Regions from separate parts of the Zea mays genome. Here regions 2 and 3 are each linked to region 1. The links are chromatin contacts, called in public Hi-C maps. All regions are on one chromosome and are shown on one strand. The core of a region is the stretch at or near the end of the contact, and the rest is flanking DNA. Distances in the headings are between cores, read along the strand shown.

Region 1 (3,867 bases), core at 553-3,052:
CAGCAGCCAAATCACCAACAAATATTGTATAGTCGGGGGTGTCATCACGTTTTTCACCAGCACTAGCCCAATTCAACCGGAATGGCAACTCAACATTTGGCATCATTGTCCCGTTGTAAGTCTGAAGAACTCTTTCAGCAGCAGCGCGGCTTATGAATTCAATAAAACCATAGCCCTGAAGTTGTCCAGTATGCTTGTCACGAATTAGCTTCACATTTTGCACCTACAAATTCATTAGCAAAAAAAAGATCAGCACTATCATGTACACAAAAGCCAAAAATACGTGGTGTGAAATGTGCAATGGCAACCATCAGGTAGGGTGACAACACAAACATTTTATGATTAAATCAACAAACCCATTGGTTTATATAAAATGTCAACCAGCACACAGAAACTAGGGTAATTTTGTTTTATATAAAACCTGGACACAATCATAAATGCATCTGCAGAGGAATCTCAGAAAAATACCAAAACGGTATACAGCTACTTCAGACAAGTTACCAGGACACTGTCCGCCATACACAAAGATGGGCAGACCATTATAAAACATAAATTTACTATCAATACTCCCACCAGGCTGTTCTGTTAGGTACCACAATTAGAAATACGGATACCAATACGTGGGCGCCCTAGTAGATACGAAGACTAGGAGTAACTCAGCGAAATTGTGTTCTTGTGTGGAGTGCTGCAACCTGCGCTGACCTGCCACATTGGCAATGAATTTGCATGCAACACCTATTGATTGCCAACCAATTGCTGTCATGTCGTCAATCAGGCTAGTAAACTTTGTGTCATTTGCCAACATAAACGCAAAATGTGAGCTAAAAGGCAGCTTATAATTAGGTTACGTGCAACTTATTATGGCTCAGTATATTCTACCGCCTAACATATCGGATTGTTTTGTGAACGATGGGATGCCTAACAACACGGCTGGGAGTAATTTTGACATATAATTCGAATTTTCGTAAATAAATCACATATAGCATGAAGCTCTAATGAATCTGAATTCACTACTAATGGATCCGAATCCACTATACGTGCGGTACTTTCTTATACTATAACCATACTCCATCGATGAGACGAACATATTCGTGCAGTACTTATTACTATAATCATAATGCATCGAAGAGACGAAGAAATTGAAATTTACAGCAAGCGACATAAGAAGTCCATAAACATGGGCGTTGAACCCCACATCGATAGGGACGGATCGCAGCGACCCACGGGCAGCAGCAGATTCGTACAGCGTAGAACCGAAAGCGCGTACCTCCCCCGTGGATGCGAAGCACCCGTAGATGTAGTTATCGTCCATCCAGTACTGCAGATCCCCGATCCAGAGCGTCCTGACCTCGCTGGGCCCGACAGGTGCCGCGGCCACCGCCGCGGGCGCGGGTACCGCCCCGTAGTAGGCGGCCTGTGGCGGGGGAGGCGCCTGGCCGTACGCGGCCTGGGGTGGTGGGAGCGCCTGGCCATACGCGGCCTGGGGCGGCGGGGGCGCCTGACCGTACGCGGCCTGAGGCGGGGGCGGGGGCGGGGGCGCCTGGCCCCACATCTGCGGCGGGGGCGGGGCCTGATGGGTCGGTGGTGGCGCGTACTGATGCTGAGGGGCCATAGGCGGCGGGATGCCGCCCCAGTGTGGCGGCGCTCCGGGGGCGGCCTGTGGAGGAGGAGGGGCCATGCCGGGCTGCTGCTGCTGCGGCATCATGGCGGCGGCGGCGGGGAGCGAAACCTAAGGTGAGACGATGGAGAAGGTTGGACGAGCAAGAGCGGTGGAGAAGGCTCTCTTTGGATTGAGATTTCTCTATGTGTGTGGGGCTTGCTTAGATATTTTTGCCTCCACTGACCAATAGGTGACGGGAAGCGCCAGGAAGCATCCGGGTCCGGGGCGTGCCAACTTTTTTTTATTTTAGTCCTTTTTAAGTTTTTTTAATAATTATACCCTTTACAGTTTTAGTTTTAAAAATGATCTTTGGATCGACGTCGTCATCATTGTCTCATTGGTGTCTAGGTTATATGTATCAGCGCTAATTTTTTTAGCGTGCATATGTCAGGTTCAGACGTGGCGCGTACCTCGGCGTTGTAAATCTCGACGCCGAGGTACGCGCCTATAAATAAGCCCCGTCGGCCGTCAGTTTTTGTGTTCATTTCTATTCTTCGAAACGAGAGACATCAGCCTAAATTAGATCTTGGCACCGAGGTACGCGCCTATAAATAAGTCATGTCGACCATCAGTTTTTATGCTCATTTCTATTCTTCGAAATGAGATAACATCAACCTAAATTGTAGGATGTCTAGGCGTGGTAAACCTGCTAAACAAAGGTAAGCATTGTATTAAATCATATTTTGTGAGTATATTATATTTGTGATTCTTATAGGTCTTATCGAAATTTAGGAAGGGTCTTTGACCGGAACTACCTTTGCCAACTGGTGTTCCGGTGCCTATGTGTTTTGTGGTGATCCTTGCAAGGTTGATAAGTCTGAGGATCATGACACCTATCGACAAAGGTATTGGATGTGTGCTAACTATGCATTTGAGCTAACGATTGTTCAGCGCCGGATGAATTTAATGGTGAGAATAGTCTTTTAATATGTTAACAATTTAAAGACTCGAAGTGGTGCATGTTTTCTTTGCCTACTAATCATTGCATGTTTTGTAGACTCCTCCACCTAGCTTTTGTTTAGCCTTTATAAACACATCACTCAAGGATGGTCTACCAACGAATAACACGAGCACGTGTCGCATGTCAATGAACTTGGCATTTCCATAGGGATCTTTTTCCACATTGCCTCCATAATATAAGCTCAAAAAATTGTCCATCTATTTGAAACACGAATTAAACATTCAATGTCCACTATAGATGGTTATTGCCTAACCACAACCCACTAATAACTACTTGCTAACTAACTAATAACCAAGTACTAACTAATAACTAAAAACTAACCACATAATAACATAATACTATGTATACAATCTGGACAGCACCTCTCATATACGGGGAGGTTACTAAAACCTAACAATTCATATCACACTAACTAGGTACACAATTATCTACATTAGTAATAGCATAATTTAATACCACGTTCACCAATGCGGGCTTGGAGACCGTCGATGAGCGTGAGGAGAAGGGCGTGGGCGCCCGGCCGGAGGACGCCGGCGACGATGACGGGCGGCGGAGGGCGCGGCCGGTGGCGGAGAGCGATGGAGGGCACAGCCAAAGAGCCGTGCGGGCGACGGGACGGCTGGGTGGCGAGGCTCCGGGGCGGCTGGGCGGGGGGGCTCTGGGCGTGGCCAGGGAGCCGTGCCGTGTGGGCGCGGGGCGACAGGGACGGCGCGGGGGGCAGGGGGCAGGGGGGCGGCGTGGGACGAGGTTAGAAAACGGACGATGCCCTAACTAGCTACGTCAGTTTTATAAAATTCCCCAAATTAAATAATGAACTTTACCGCGCGATGATTGAAAAGCAGGTTTAAAATAACTACAGGTCCTAAAGTTAGCTGAATATATTATATTGTTGAATACATGTGAAAGGGAAATAGGGTCAAACCTTTTCCTAAATGATTTTGGTGGTTGAATTGCCCAACATAAATAATTGGACTAACTAGTTTGCTCTAGATTATAAGTTCTACAGGTGCCAAAGGTTCAACAAAAACCAATAAAAAGTCCAAGATAAGGGTTCAAAAGAAAGGAGCAAAAGAAAACCGAAGGGTGCCCTGGTCTGGCGCATCGGACTGTCCGGTGTGCCAGGGTGGATCAACTCGAACTCGCCACCTTCGGGTTTCTGGAAATGCCACTCCGCTATAATTCACCGGACTATCCGGTGTGGCACCGGACTGTCCGGTGTGCCATGCGGAGCAACGGCTAACAGCGC
Region 2 (3,777 bases), core at 337-2,836, 320 kb after region 1:
TGATGTAAGGGGTCGTGCTATCTCTAGAGGGGAAAGGGACGGTGCATGTAGAAGGGGTATGCAAGTTGGTTTTTTAGTTGGGAGGCGAGGGTAGGCAACACAAGGGGTCTTGAAGTTGACATGATGGTGTGGTTGAGAACCAAAGAGGTTAGGGTTGCTATCACATTTCTTTGTTGGGCATATGGCATTTGATCTTGATCCTTTGTGTTTGTTACAAAAAATGTATTTACTGTGAGCTTACTACATCTTAGCCTATGGTGTGCTATTGTTGGCTTCCTTCGTGCATGACATTGTTGCTATCATTATGAAAAGGAAATAATTAGATGGTTTCATGCGTATGCATACATATAACATGTCTTTTGAAAGAATGGGTGAAGGCAGGGCCGGGCCAGTAAAATCTAAGGTCCTATACAAAATTCCGGAATATCAATCTATAAACTAGAACTATACTAATATAGGCTATAATAGTATGATAAAAATATTATATTAAGAGTTGTGTCTAGCTGTCTATTCAATTTTGTATTGTATAATTTTACTTGGATAGTATTATTCTTTAAAAATAAAATCTTGAACGATATTTACGTTTAAATGGAGATGTAGTCGTGATCAAAGACAAAGACACCATACAAACAACTGATTTGACTCATGAGAAGAAGATTTGCTTAGAGATTAGTTGATTTATTTTCCTTACTGAGCTAATTACTGAACTGTGTATTGATTAAACTATTGATGACTATTATTTTAGGGGCTTGGAGGATTGAGGCCCTGTTCGTGGGCACCGGCCGCACGTGCCTCCGTCCGGGCCTGATTTTTCCTTCATAACCCGAAACCATTTCATAACAGAAAAATGGTAGCTAAACAGATTCGATAGTAAGCTCCCACTGAAAATGGCGTCTAGCGAAGTAGATAACAAACTCTAGTAGTTGCTCTAGCCTACAGAGTGTGATTGCATGGTACTACTGCATGCAAGATCTTGCATCTTGGCAGTTTGAAGTGAGTTTTTTTTCCCGATCCATTGTAAGTGAGTTTTTTCCCGATTTATCATACTTGTCCTGATCAAAATTCTGCTCTTCTGTTTTGGCAGTTGTGTAGTACGAGACACGCTGAAGACTAGGGAACAAAAGCTGAGAATTATAGTTTTTCGGCCAAGAAATTCGCCGAAAAAATAGATATTTTTTAATATGTCCCATATTTAATTTTAATTTATGAAATTCGCCGAGAATTATAGTTTTTCGGCCAAGAAATTCGAAATTCGTTTTTAATGTAAAAAACCATACGCATTACAAACAAATCCTATCAGAACTTTAATTTTTTTAAACTCAATTATCATTTTTAGTAAAGATACCCAATTTCGTCACGGATTTCGGTAAAAAAAATCCGATTTTCGTTTTAAAAAACGTTAAAATGCAAATTGGTTGAGAAATTTGAAAGATCTTTTTGCTGAGCAAAAAAATACGAAGTAGAAAAAAACGAAATAGTTAACCCTTGTGGGACACAAAGGAAAACTGAAAACGAGGCGGAGTGGTGGCGGCCTGGCGGGACTTATCCGTGCAATTCATTCCAGTCCAGCGATCCAATCCAAAGAAGCCTCCTGCTGTCCACCTCATTCCCCATCCGTCCCCGTGGGAAGCGGGGCAAAGCGACGTACGCTACCCTTTGCGTGCGCGTAGCATTTAACCAAGCAACTCCCAATCCCCACTCCTCCCCCACCATTTCTTCCCTCTCGCCTTCCCCTCCGCCGGCAATCCCACGTCCAATCAGCCGCCGCTCCAGCCTTCCATCCATCCATCCCGTGAGCGCCTGCCGCCCTCCACCGTTTCTGTCGATTTCCCCGCGCCTCCTGACCCTACCCGATTGTTTTTTCTGTTCCAGGTAGCTGCTCTCTATTACGCCAGCGATCGAGAGACCAAGAGGAGCAGGAGCGATGGCGAGGAGCTCGTTCAAGCTGGAGCACCCCTTCGGTTCGTCCCTCCGATTCCTGATTCCCCCCTCCTCATCCGGGCTTCAGCTCTTGTTATTGGTCGTGCTAGGGTTTCGGTTGTTTGGCTGGTACTGGTAGATGGTACCCCGTGCGGACCTATCAATCAATCGATTCCTTGAATTTCCTAGGTTATATAAGCAAAGCTTTGTTGGGGGCGGGCGGGGGTTGGTCTGTTCTATCGTTTCGCGATCCTGTGATGGTTGGATACATGTTTTATTTTTGTTTGGGGGGGGGGGGGGCGTGGTGGGAATCTGCAGCTTTGATGGAGTGCTCGTGGTAATCTGCACTAGGCGATTCATAGGCTGTGGCACCCACAGTTTGCTGTGTTGTGTAGCAGCTTAACATGATCCGGCACAGTTCGTACCGACTCCAGCAACTAGTAAATTCCATCATTTGCATCTGGTGCTCTTCGTTGCTAAATTTTTCCGAACTCGTTCTCAAGCTGTAACTCCCCAGTTTACATTATCTTATCAGGTTTAGGCTGTACCTACATCCGCGGAATGGTTTGTCTGTTTCCTGTGCATGCCTTACCATTGCATGGTTCTTATTCAACACTTGGGGGTTATACAAATGTACCCTTTCGCCTTAAAATGTCTGAATTCTCATTATACCTATGTTCTATGTTTGTAGAAAGGAGGCAAGCTGAGGCTAACCGCATCAGGGAGAAGTACCCCGATAGAATTCCTGTAAGCCTTAAGTAATTGTTATCCATGCCCTCTGATCATTTTCCACGATATAGCTTTTGTTCTCATCCAAATCGGGTAATGTAGGTCATTGTTGAGAAGGCCGAGAGGAGTGACATCCCAGACATCGACAAGAAAAAGTCAGTTCCGAACCATTTCAAGATTATTTCAATTGCATTTCTTGACTTTTATGGTTTTTCCTGACATTGCAATTTTTTTCCCTGTACTTCTGAAAGTAGTTTTACCGATTGTCGTCGTCGACTTTGTCAAACTCTTCATAATGCAAAACTGCTGGATGTAGGCATTATCCCTTGTGCAGTTGTGCCAATCATGCCTTTGAAGTTGTTTATCTCTACTCCCAACCAAGAGTCTGTTGTCTGTTCCTTGTGCAAGTTGCCATCTAGAGATTGATTGTTTGCTGCATTAGCGTATCCCTTGGCCCTTGCTTCTACCATCTTCCAGCATTAACCAATTCAGAAGGAACTCTTGCTTATCGGTACAAGCCAAGACCAGCTTGCAGCATCTGTGTGCCTCCAAGTAACATGCGATTGCTTGCATGCAGGTACCTTGTCCCCGCCGACCTCACAGTGGGACAGTTTGTGTACGTGGTGCGGAAGCGCATCAAGCTCAGCGCCGAGAAGGCGATCTTCATCTTCGTGAAGAACACCCTCCCACCAACAGGTTTGCCATACCATCGTGGGGAAAAACAAAATAAAACCTACCTGTCCATGGTGCCCGTGTGTACAATGCTGTTACTTTTTCTTGTCCATGCAGCTGCCCTGATGTCTGCCATCTACGAGGAGAACAAGGACGAGGACGGGTTCCTCTACATGACCTACAGCGGCGAGAACACCTTTGGGCTGCTATGAGTGGCGCCGCGCCGCCGTGGATCGACGTCGGACAATGCCCCTCCTCCTGTAAATACTTAAAAAAAAAATAGGCGTCTCAAGAATCCGTGTACATAATAATCTGGCATGTCTTGCATCAAAAGCAACTCGTTGCGTCCACTGTCTGTTGAAACTATTGAAGCGTACTAAACATTTAAGCAACTCGTTGCGTCCACTGTCAGCTCTGGGTTGCTTCAGAAGTTCTGTCACCTGCTGCGTCCTCCGT
Region 3 (3,787 bases), core at 952-3,451, 490 kb before region 1:
TCACATAGTATTGCTCCTGCAACAATTATTTAGGTTTTATTCTTTCCTCAACTTTTGCTGTACAATCCTTGAGTCACTTGGTATTGTTGTTTTTGTATTGATGTATTTGAACAACTCGATAAACTGATTGTTATTAGGTGTGTTTATATGCCATGGACAATCTAGAATGAACAATCTTATGATGTGAGTCTTACTATTATCCTTTGAAGAAGTTGCCAAACTTTGTTCAGTTCAAGTAAAAACATTTAGGAGAATTGTAACTCGTTACATAATCAAATACAATTATGTGCCAAGGGGAAAAATAATTCACTTTCTTGGTGTCACTGAACAGATATGTGCATTCCACTAAGTGTCAACTCTCAACTACCTACTAAAGTTCTTGGTGTCACAAAACATGGCCGCATAACCTTCTTGGTGATTGCATTATTTTTGTATTTTAGATGCTTTTCCGCTTTTCAATCCATCATTTTTTGCTCTTTTCTGCCAAATGTAATGGCCCTTTATTAGAGTGTATGCTTTAATAATGTGAGTTTTCCACTTATTTGAGATTCATGTTGTATCTGGGATACTTGAACCAAGACCTAACTTTGACAATGGTGAGCCATTGAGTCGCTGTTTTCAGTGTTTCTAGATATGACCTACTGTAGCACACTCTAATGGCATATGCTCTTCATGTGCAAACTCTGTGCTTGGCATGATCTTAAGAATGATAAGTTAAAACCGAGGTGTAAGTAGAACTGTCACACACATAACACAATCTGATGGTTATATGTGTCGTGTTAGTTGTTTGTTAGGAATAACACTATACACAATGACACAAAACTGATTGTGTGAGCATGCTGTCATTATTGGGTTTGATGATGACATGAAATGCACTCTAGGTATGAATCTCCCAACTAATTCTCTCTCTTTTTTTCTTTGATCATTTAAAGGATGTATTTATCTTGTTCAATCATATTAATTTGTGCTGCCTTACAGATCGTGACGAGGGGCTCCAAGTGTTGCATTATAAAGTTGGGCACAAGTATGAGCTCACTTCGTTCAGGCATGTATCTTCAAAGAGGAAGAGACAAGGTTATTTGAAAAATTGAAAACATAATAGCAAACTATACCTTCATACCCATCGTTATGTGATTTTTTACAGAAGTTTATCATGGCTACATTACTCGGTGGTATATCGGTGTTTCTATAGCATAATTTCTCACCCGCTTTAATGTTTTCTAGGTTGTGCCATCAGATCAGGCACACAAAATAATAAAATATACAACGCCTTGAAAGAGAAAGGTTTGCCTATTGCTTTGGTTGAATATGAAGGAGGGCAACATGGGTTTCGCAAAGTTGTTATCATACTTATGTTTTAGATTTTCAGCACCCTCCACACTATCAACCTGCACGGATTTGTGACTTCTTTCTCGATTTTGAACAGGCCGAGAACATCAAGTTCACATTGGAGCAACATATGGTGTTCTTTGCAAGATTAGTTGGGAAATTTGAGGTGTAACCCGATTATATGTTCAGTATATTAGCCGTTTTAGTGTCTTTTTGGAATATGACTTCATTTAATTTTTGGAGGATTGATCGAAAACTCATTTTGCTCTGTAACGAATATGCCATTTGGAAAACAACATGCAATGGTCCAGATTTTTACATATCATAGTGATGTTTGTCGTTCTGTATCTATGTTTTATACTATTTTTTAATTCTTGTTCCTGTTTTGTTTTCCTTATGTATTAATTCCTTAACTTTTAAAGCACATGATGAAGGCTGGTTGTCGGGTAAGTTCTCTTAAACTTTGGTAAGCTTACGTACTAGCTATGGATCTTTTGAATCAATTACAAGGTAATTCATTTAAAAATCATAGTAACACACGTGTACCTAAATATCATATATAAAAGTCTGTACGGTACTGATGATTGTAATGTAGTGGTGAAACAACTATATTAAAATAACAAAATTTGTGTATGGATAGGATCACAAATATATTAAGAAACATTTTCTCATAACAGTACCATTATATTATGTATTTCCGTTTCGACGTACGAACATAGTAAAATTTGAAATAAAGAGCGACGCAGAGTTAAAATGGGAGATGGTCGCGTGGTCTCCCTATAAAGCATATTTTCATAAAAGCCCCTGAATCTCTTCAGCCCAGCTTTTATAAAACACGCACCGGCACCTACCAGCCGCCACCTTCCCGGCTCCTTTACTCGCCGGAGGCGAACCAGAACTCGTGCCACCTCCTCCTGTTCCTTGCCATCTCCGAATTCCCATCTGAAATTCCAAGGGCCGCGCCGTGCAATCGAGGCTCTCCCCGCTCACCATATATCGGAGGCTCCGCCCCCGCGCCTCGAATCCTTCGCGAGAGGTGCTGTTGTTTGCCGTGATTTGAGCCGGGTGGAGGTGTCTCGCTTCTTGATCTTGAGAGGTGTTCCTGGTTGATTGTTGGGAGCGAAGGTGAGATCCGTTGTTTTGATCCGTAAAGTTTTCCTTTTTTTTTTTTTGCAATATATGGTTTTGTTATTAGGCCGGTGAATGATCTTTACCCCGGTCAGTGCTGGAGTAGTGCTGTCGGTCTCTGTTAGAATCGCTGCCTGTCTTCCCGTCCTCCCCACCCATGTTTTGTGCCGGTGACTATCACCACAACTCATATACAAGCAGACCGAGCCTCATAATCGTGGTTTGTTGGAAGGGTTTAAACGTGATACATGGTTGGATCATAATAATGTAACGAATCACGTTTACATATAAGACCTGATTGCATATTAGTTCTTGCCCACCATAAGCGCCCAACTGCACGAGTGCACCACATCACAGCACAACTTCCTCCCCTTTTGTCCGTTGTTTTTAATTACTACGATCCAAAACCAATCTTTTTGTTTCCCTTGCGCGTGTCGGTATTGTCTGAAAAAGTTTGGTGATTTGCATGTGAAATCTGCGTGAGTAGGGCCCTTGCAGGAGGAAAGGTAAGAAAGGCGGCACCCTTAGTCGTAGTTTACAACTCGAAAACGATGTGCTGGATGCAGTGTCCTCATCCACAATTTTAGCCTTTAGCGTTGGGGGATTCATCTGCAAGATTTTGGAAGGTGCTTGCTTTGCCGTGTCGAATTGTGTAGTATTGTCTTCGTTAGTTAGAAGCTTATGACTTGTGGAGTGAAGGAAGGTTTATGTGTTGAATCATACAGTTAATTCATCCATGTTGATATTTCTGAATTTAGGTAGAAATTTTCCACTTTCTGTAAAGGGCTATGCATTCTTTTGCAACTCAAAGGAATGTTTAATTCAGAGGAGCATCAAATTTTCTTTTACCCAACTCTTTAGGGAAAAGTCCAAGCTTTTGTGTGGCTTTCTATATGTACTTCATATACTGCCATCTAAAACTCTTTTTTGTTGATCTGCAGAAGGCATGATACCTTCTGTGAGGATCTCTCCTGGCTATGCAGCCTTCTCTGGCTCCAGCCTACGCTTAAAATTACATTCAATTCCATCCATCTCTAGTCTCAAACCCTCCAAATATGTGGTCTCCTCGCTGAAACCACTCTACCTAGCACCGCTAGATGGTCCACACACTTCTGAGCTTAAGTCTTGGAGACAACCACTTGAGTTCCGTTGTGCTGCTTCTGCTGCCGATGACAAGGAGTCAAAGACTCAGGTGGTGCCAGTTCAGTTGGAAGGCGCACAGAGGTTAAAGATCTCCATCTATTTCGCGACCTGGTGGGCGCTTAATGTGATATTTAACATTTACAACAAGAAGGTTCTCAATGCTTTCCCTTACCCCTGGCTCACCTCC

The links. Hi-C and Micro-C count contacts between places; a contact is called where the count stands out from the background.
Region 2: a Hi-C map of ear shows a contact between it and region 1, with 4 times the contacts expected there. The contact joins the promoter of LOC100240698 here to the promoter of LOC100273450 in region 1. A contact is called at or near these places in 4 of 25 Hi-C or Micro-C datasets (bundle sheath, ear, leaf and 1 more).
Region 3: a Hi-C map of bundle sheath shows a contact between it and region 1, with 2.1 times the contacts expected there. The contact joins the promoter of LOC100193334 here to the promoter of LOC100273450 in region 1. A contact is called at or near these places in 5 of 25 Hi-C or Micro-C datasets (bundle sheath, ear, endosperm and 2 more).

Annotation. Positions count from the first base shown.
Region 1 is chr4:30,264,224-30,268,090 of Zm-B73-REFERENCE-NAM-5.0, reverse strand. It overlaps LOC100273450, which reads right to left and starts at 1,802. Exons shown (of 7, transcript NM_001147887.1): 1 at 1,268-1,802; 2 at 1-223. The coding sequence starts at 1,705. It also overlaps the pseudogene LOC109945696.
Region 2 is chr4:29,948,875-29,952,651 of Zm-B73-REFERENCE-NAM-5.0, reverse strand. It overlaps LOC100240698, which reads left to right and starts at 1,586. Exons shown (of 6, transcript NM_001144024.1): 1 at 1,586-1,792; 2 at 1,873-1,961; 3 at 2,612-2,667; 4 at 2,752-2,804; 5 at 3,227-3,345; 6 at 3,439-3,777. The coding sequence starts at 1,925. The coding sequence ends at 3,533. It also overlaps the pseudogene LOC103655191.
Region 3 is chr4:30,756,247-30,760,033 of Zm-B73-REFERENCE-NAM-5.0, reverse strand. LOC100193334 (Glucose-6-phosphate/phosphate translocator 2) reads left to right here and starts at 2,201. Exons shown (of 6, transcript NM_001138470.1): 1 at 2,201-2,454; 2 at 3,399-3,787. The coding sequence starts at 3,404.